2 separate regions of the Cyprinus carpio genome follow, and region 2 is linked to region 1. The links are chromatin contacts, called in public Hi-C maps. All regions are on one chromosome and are shown on one strand. Each heading gives the region's core, a stretch centred on a gene start, on an enhancer-like site or on the middle of the called end of the contact. The rest is flanking DNA. Distances are from core to core; before and after follow the strand shown. Region 1 has its middle 2.9 kb from the start of LOC122138714. Region 2 holds the start of LOC109082516 (protein BTG3-like).

Region 1 (2,816 bases), core at 193-2,692:
AATAATTATGGAAATGAATCATGATTTTTTGGTTTTAGCTTTACATAATGTGGTTTGCACTCTTGACTTGGCATTCATGATGACTCTGGCAGTGCATTTGGTTGCATCACTGGGTCATGCACAGGTCCGATTGGGTTACAGTAATCTGCAAAACACAGCAGAGATCTGCAGCCACCAGAATGATCAGGGACAGAGAAGAGAGAAAACAGACAAGAATGTGAATGCAGACTCTGTATTGCTCTCTTCCCCATCTCTGTCTTCCTCTGTGTGGGTCTAAAGACATTTTAAACATTGTGATTATCTGTCCCACAGGTGCATATTTTTGTCTATAATGAGATGGCTGAAAATGGGACAGATTTGAAGTTTCCTTGAAGAAGAGTGGGACTGTGGGACCAGCACAATCAGAGCTCTGGAAAGACAGGTCAGCCCTACAGGCTTTCTTCTAATGAACTCATTGACCTTATAGAACAGAAATGTGCACACCAAATGCTTGTTCTTTTGCAAATGCAATTTTAGGCTTATTATATTATTGCATCCCAGGATTATTATTGCTATAGCTGAAACTAAAACTAAAACCATAAAAAAAATTGTTACTTGAAATAAAATAAATATTAACTGAAATAAAAACAAGTTAAAAACTTGCCATGGCAACATTTCTCATTTGCATTTAATTTAACTTGTGTACTGAATTAAAAAACTAAAACTGGAATAAAAATTAATATATAGGACATAAACACCTAACAAAATTACTTTAACTAAAATGAAAATGGAAAACAACTGAAATAAAAGTATCTCAGTGATATTAAAATAGCACTGCTGGATCCTGCATATTCACATTTATCAACACTCTTCATGCTGAGTCTTGGCAAGCACTGTATTTGAATAGGAGCTCTATTGTGTCTAAACTTGATTTTCTATGTAGTACATTTATGTGGTAAATTTGTAATTTATTCCTGTGATGGCGAAACTGAATTTTCACCAGCCATTACTCCAGTTACATGATCCTTCAGAAATCATTATATTATGTTAAACTTTTAATCATTGTACTATGCTAAATCAATATACTATGCTAAATAGTTTCAAGATGTTTGATTGAAACCTCATATGCATATGTTTGAAAGTCATATGCATCCTTGATGAATAAAAGTACTGAACTAAATGTTCTCATACTGTATATATATGTGTAATGTGCATATATGTGTGCATGTAAATGTACATGATAAGCAGTACAAACAATTGATAAGAAAATAGAGGACACTAGGACACTCATTATGCTAGATACACTCATATTGAAGAAGTTGATGAAGAAATAGGAAAAATTCTCAAAATTAAATGGAAATGCATTTGACAGAAAAACTACTTGATTCTTTCTGCCTCAAAAAGATTTAAGAATCACCATTAACAGTGTCATTAACATCTCAAAGCCTCGTCTTAATCCAATAAAGGCACTCGCAGCGGTTCTTACAAATTAAGACTGACATCTAACTGCAGGTTGGAGTCTTTGCCAAGTTAGTCTGGGTTTAATAAAACCCCCGAGATTATTTTAATAGATTTTGTTTCAGTTCTGGAGAAGAGGCTTGAAAAGGCTTAGGTGAGTAAGGCTGTTCTTGCGAAACAGCCGCGGGTATGTAATACCAGTAGTTAAACACTTTGAACCAGGGGCCTCTGCGCAGTTTCCTCCCACACAGCTGAATGTGATAGAGTGTGTGCTCTACGTGTGCTTCAAGAGTACATACTGTTCAAGTAGGCCACTTTAATGTTTATGTAGTGTGGTACACATTTGTAAATATTGCATTGTATGTCCTGTATATATTAGTTAATACAGAATCTCGCTTCTTTTAGCCTACCATTTCTTACTGACTGACTACTTTTTCTCAGGGGCTAATAACGTGCAGCTTTAATTGTGCTTTAACTGGCACGTTTACATGGAAAAACAGATCTTTCATGTAGAGAAATTCAAGTCGTCTCTCAGCATGTGTGGGAGCGTTTAATAAGGCGAACCGCTCTGACTCGTAAGACTGACGTGGAAATGATTCTGATATGACTAAGTCTGACATTCCCGGACCAGGCGTCTGACTTTGGCTTTTCCAACACTTCTGCGTTCAATTGACACAAAAGACTGCTGCAAAATAGGCCAGTGGATGCTCCACTCCTCTAAGCAAGTTCCCATTGGTTCATGAGAGGGAAAGGGATAGTTCTCTAGTGAAGTAGTGTCATCGTTGCCTAAAAAGTCTAGTTCACCCAAAAATGAAATTGTGCTGAAAATGTACAGTACTCACCCATGAGTTTGTTTCTTCAACTAAAAAGAATTTGAGAAATTAGCATCACTTGCTCACCAACGGATCCTCTGCAGTGAATGGGTGTCTCCAGAATGAGTTTAAATGGCTAATAAAAACATCACAATAAAACCACAACTCCAGTCCATCACTTAATGTCTTGTGAAAAGCTGTGTGTTTGTAAGAAACAAATCCATCATAAAGGTGTTTTAACTTCAAACTGTCGTGCTCTATCCACAATATTGCATTCTCCAGTGAAAAAGTTATGGATTCATTTTTTTTTTTGTTCAAAAGATGCTAATTAGTCTTGTGGATTACTTGTGAATTATTTTTAGCATTTTATTCTTACGGCACTTATTCACTGCAAGATTCTTTGGTGAGCAAGTGATGTAATACAACATTTCTCCAAATCTGTTCCGATGAAGATATAAACTCATCTACATCTTGGATGGCCTGAGTAAATTTTCAGGCAAATTTTCCTTTTTGGGTGATCTGCTCCTTTAAGAACCTTTATCTACCTGATCAGACTTCAGACTTTTT
Region 2 (3,012 bases), core at 426-2,925, 46 kb before region 1:
AATACTGAGTGATCATAGTCCAGTTTCATACAGCAACTGTCACCTCCACAAAACTGATTATTCCAGTTTATTATTCCAGTGAGATATGTAGACCTGTAACTCAAAAAATAAAGTATGTCTAAGGTTCAAACCCTGATTGGTGTTTTTTTTTTCTTCTTTTTGTCTGATTTTGTGTGAAGTGGAGAAGGTTTTAACAAGTTCTCAGTAAAATTTAAGACTGCCTAAAAACCTTCACTTTCTTCTGTCCAATGTCCATCTTCCAAGAAATGTATCTAATGCTGCCACCTACTGATCTGTGAAGTGGACACAGAGCCATTTAAATAATAATCTTCACATTTGTATTGAAAAAAACAATAGTGTATTTAAATATATTTGTTATTCATCAACAAACTTTTCTCTTGATATGTGTAATCATGAATCATACTATGTTTTGCTAATTCAGAACATACTGTCAGGTGTTTTCAGTTTTAGTGTGTCCCATGTAATCCAGGTTGTGGTATTATTTCATCGTTGATAGTGTATGATAGTGTGTGGATTGCTACCCATGTTGTTTTAACACATTTCTAGGAGTGGGAGTATCTACACCATGATATGTATTTCCTGTTGACAGGATGTGTCAGCTCAGTTCAGCACATTTAGGCTATTATGACTGTAATGTTTGCCCTGATAAAAAATTCCTGCTGACAAGATGTTCGTGTTGAAATTAAAGGTAGAATTAGTCTTTCTGATTGGATAGGTCCAATTTTCACAACACAGAAACCCTATCATGAGTCCACCAGTTTATCAGTTGTGATCCTGGACAACAAAACCTGGACAAAATAAGTAGCACAGGTTTATTTATAGGCAATAGCCAACAATAGAAACAATAGGCGACATTGTATGGGTCAAAATGATCGATTTTTCTTTTAAGCCAAAAATCATTAGGATATTAAGTGAAGATCATGTTCCATTAAGATACTCTGTAAATTTCCTACAGTTAAAATATCAAAACTTAATTTTTTGTTAGTAATATTCATGCTAAGGACTACATTTGAAGGCGATTTTCTCAATATTTTGATTTGTTTTGTTTTTTTGCACCCTCAGATTGCTCAGATTGCAGATTAGCTGTATCTCGGCCAAATATTGTCCTATCCTAACAAACCATACATCAATAGAAATTTACTGTTTTTTCTGGGAGATAGTTTTGCCTGCAAAACATCACTTTTCAAGCTAGAGGGCGCCATTGTCCAATTTATAAAAATGCCACAGTCCATTGGACCCTAGACTTTACTTTATCATGATTTAAAATAAATAAATAAATAGATAATAATAATAAATAAAAAACAATAATAATAAAAAAAATCTCCCTAAATGACCACGGCCCATTACCCTTATACTTCAAGTTTACTGAATTCGGAGCGGTATGCTTATTTTGATTAATTGTTGCTTTATTTTGGTAAAATATACGGAGTAAAACACTTTCGTCCGTTATTTATTTATATCTGCGTACTCTTCTACACATAGACGTAATAAATGCTGTTAATTTTACTTGTTCAATTTACTTTTCATGTATTTGTTATGTATGCTTCTACCAACTACAATGAATCTTTCGCTTCACGAATCAAAAGAATCGACTCTGGAATTGTTTCCTTTGAGCATGCGCACAAGACATCCACATGTGGATGAAATCAAAACAATAAAAATCTGGAAGTGTGTTGTGCGCGGCAGGAGTTGTCCACATGTGGATGAAAGGAAAACACGGTCAGTATGTCTGTTTGTACTGTGATGTAGCGAGCTCGCGTATAACTAATTTATGTTTATTAGCTCCAAATATTAAATTAAGAATAATGTGAAACTAATGGCTGTAAATGAAATTGTCAGAAAAGCCAACTGAAAATGGAATTGAGGCCACGTTAACTTCAGCTAGGCTACAGTTAGCTAACGTTAATTTCGTTTTGTGGTAATTATTGCAATTTTTTTAAAAAGCGAAATACCTGAAAATTTAACTATTGAGTATAGTTTTAATATGTTACATTTAAATACTGCCGTCGTAAGCTCGTGTAAGTTGGCAACTGTTTTTTTCCCCCTGTGTGACTACGTTAACGTTAACTGCCAAATAAGCTTTTGCACAAATAAAGAGCAATAATTATCAATACGTTAAAAATACATGACTTTTATCTGCAAGTGCGCTAACGTAACGTAGATAATATTTTGGTAGGTTAAACTACAACGAAGAATTAAAAAAATATAAGATAATTATTAAACGTAATGTACTTCAGAGAATTAAAAACGAGTTTTTACACAAGTGCCGTTTAAGTCCCTACACTACTAACGTTACTGGTCGTTTCTGTTATGGTCTCGTGTTTCAAACGGTCGTGATGTATTTAGCGCGCCATCCTGCTGCTCTGTCCCGCCGTCTGACCGCCCAGCTTTATGTTGATCACTGGATGTACCGTTAGTGCACACACTAAGTTAGATGAAGTATCTATAGAGAGAAGGTCTTAGGAGCTTATGTTTCTGATGTTTTCGAATTTGATGGGTTAATGGTTTAGAATGAAACCTGTTCTGAACTTTAAAAAAGAAGTATGAAGAAGGATCTTCTCTCTCTGTCTCCCTCTCTCTCTATAATTTTAATTGTAGCAGGAGAAATAAAATATTAACGTGTTGATTATTCTTTTTTATTATTTAATACATTAAGAAATTAATAAACAATTTGCATTTATGCTAAAATGTTAGGGGTCGGTACAGTCTTTCATGGTTTTAAATTAGTCTTCTGCCCATCAAGGCTGCATTTATTTGACCAGAAGTACAGTGGAAATAGTAATATTACAATTTAAAAGAACTGTTTTCTATTTTAATCAATTTAAAATGTATTCCTGTGAAGGCAAATCTTTCATCAGTGTCACATGATCCTTCACAAATCATTCTAATATGCTGATTTAATAAATAACATACAAACATTTCTTGGTATTATCAGAGTTGTTTTGCTTAACAGTTAATGTTTTTGAAAGGTTTGGAAACATTTTCAGGATT

Evidence for each region. Hi-C and Micro-C count contacts between places; a contact is called where the count stands out from the background.
Region 2: a contact with region 1 is called in a Hi-C map of liver, with 2.3 times the contacts expected there. The contact joins the promoter of LOC109082516 here to the enhancer-like site in region 1. A contact is called at or near these places in 3 of 8 Hi-C or Micro-C datasets (liver and red blood cells).

Annotation. Positions count from the first base shown.
Region 1 is chrB10:13,837,972-13,840,787 of ASM1834038v1, reverse strand. No RefSeq gene overlaps it. Among protein-coding and RNA genes, the nearest start is that of LOC122138714, 2.9 kb to the right of the region's middle. Within about 2 kb of position 1,442, at least 1 of the 8 cell types and tissues checked has an H3K27ac peak or open chromatin away from gene starts, as enhancers often do.
Region 2 is chrB10:13,884,506-13,887,517 of ASM1834038v1, reverse strand. It overlaps LOC109082516 (protein BTG3-like), which reads left to right and starts at 1,675. Exons shown (of 5, transcript XM_042732650.1): 1 at 1,675-1,740.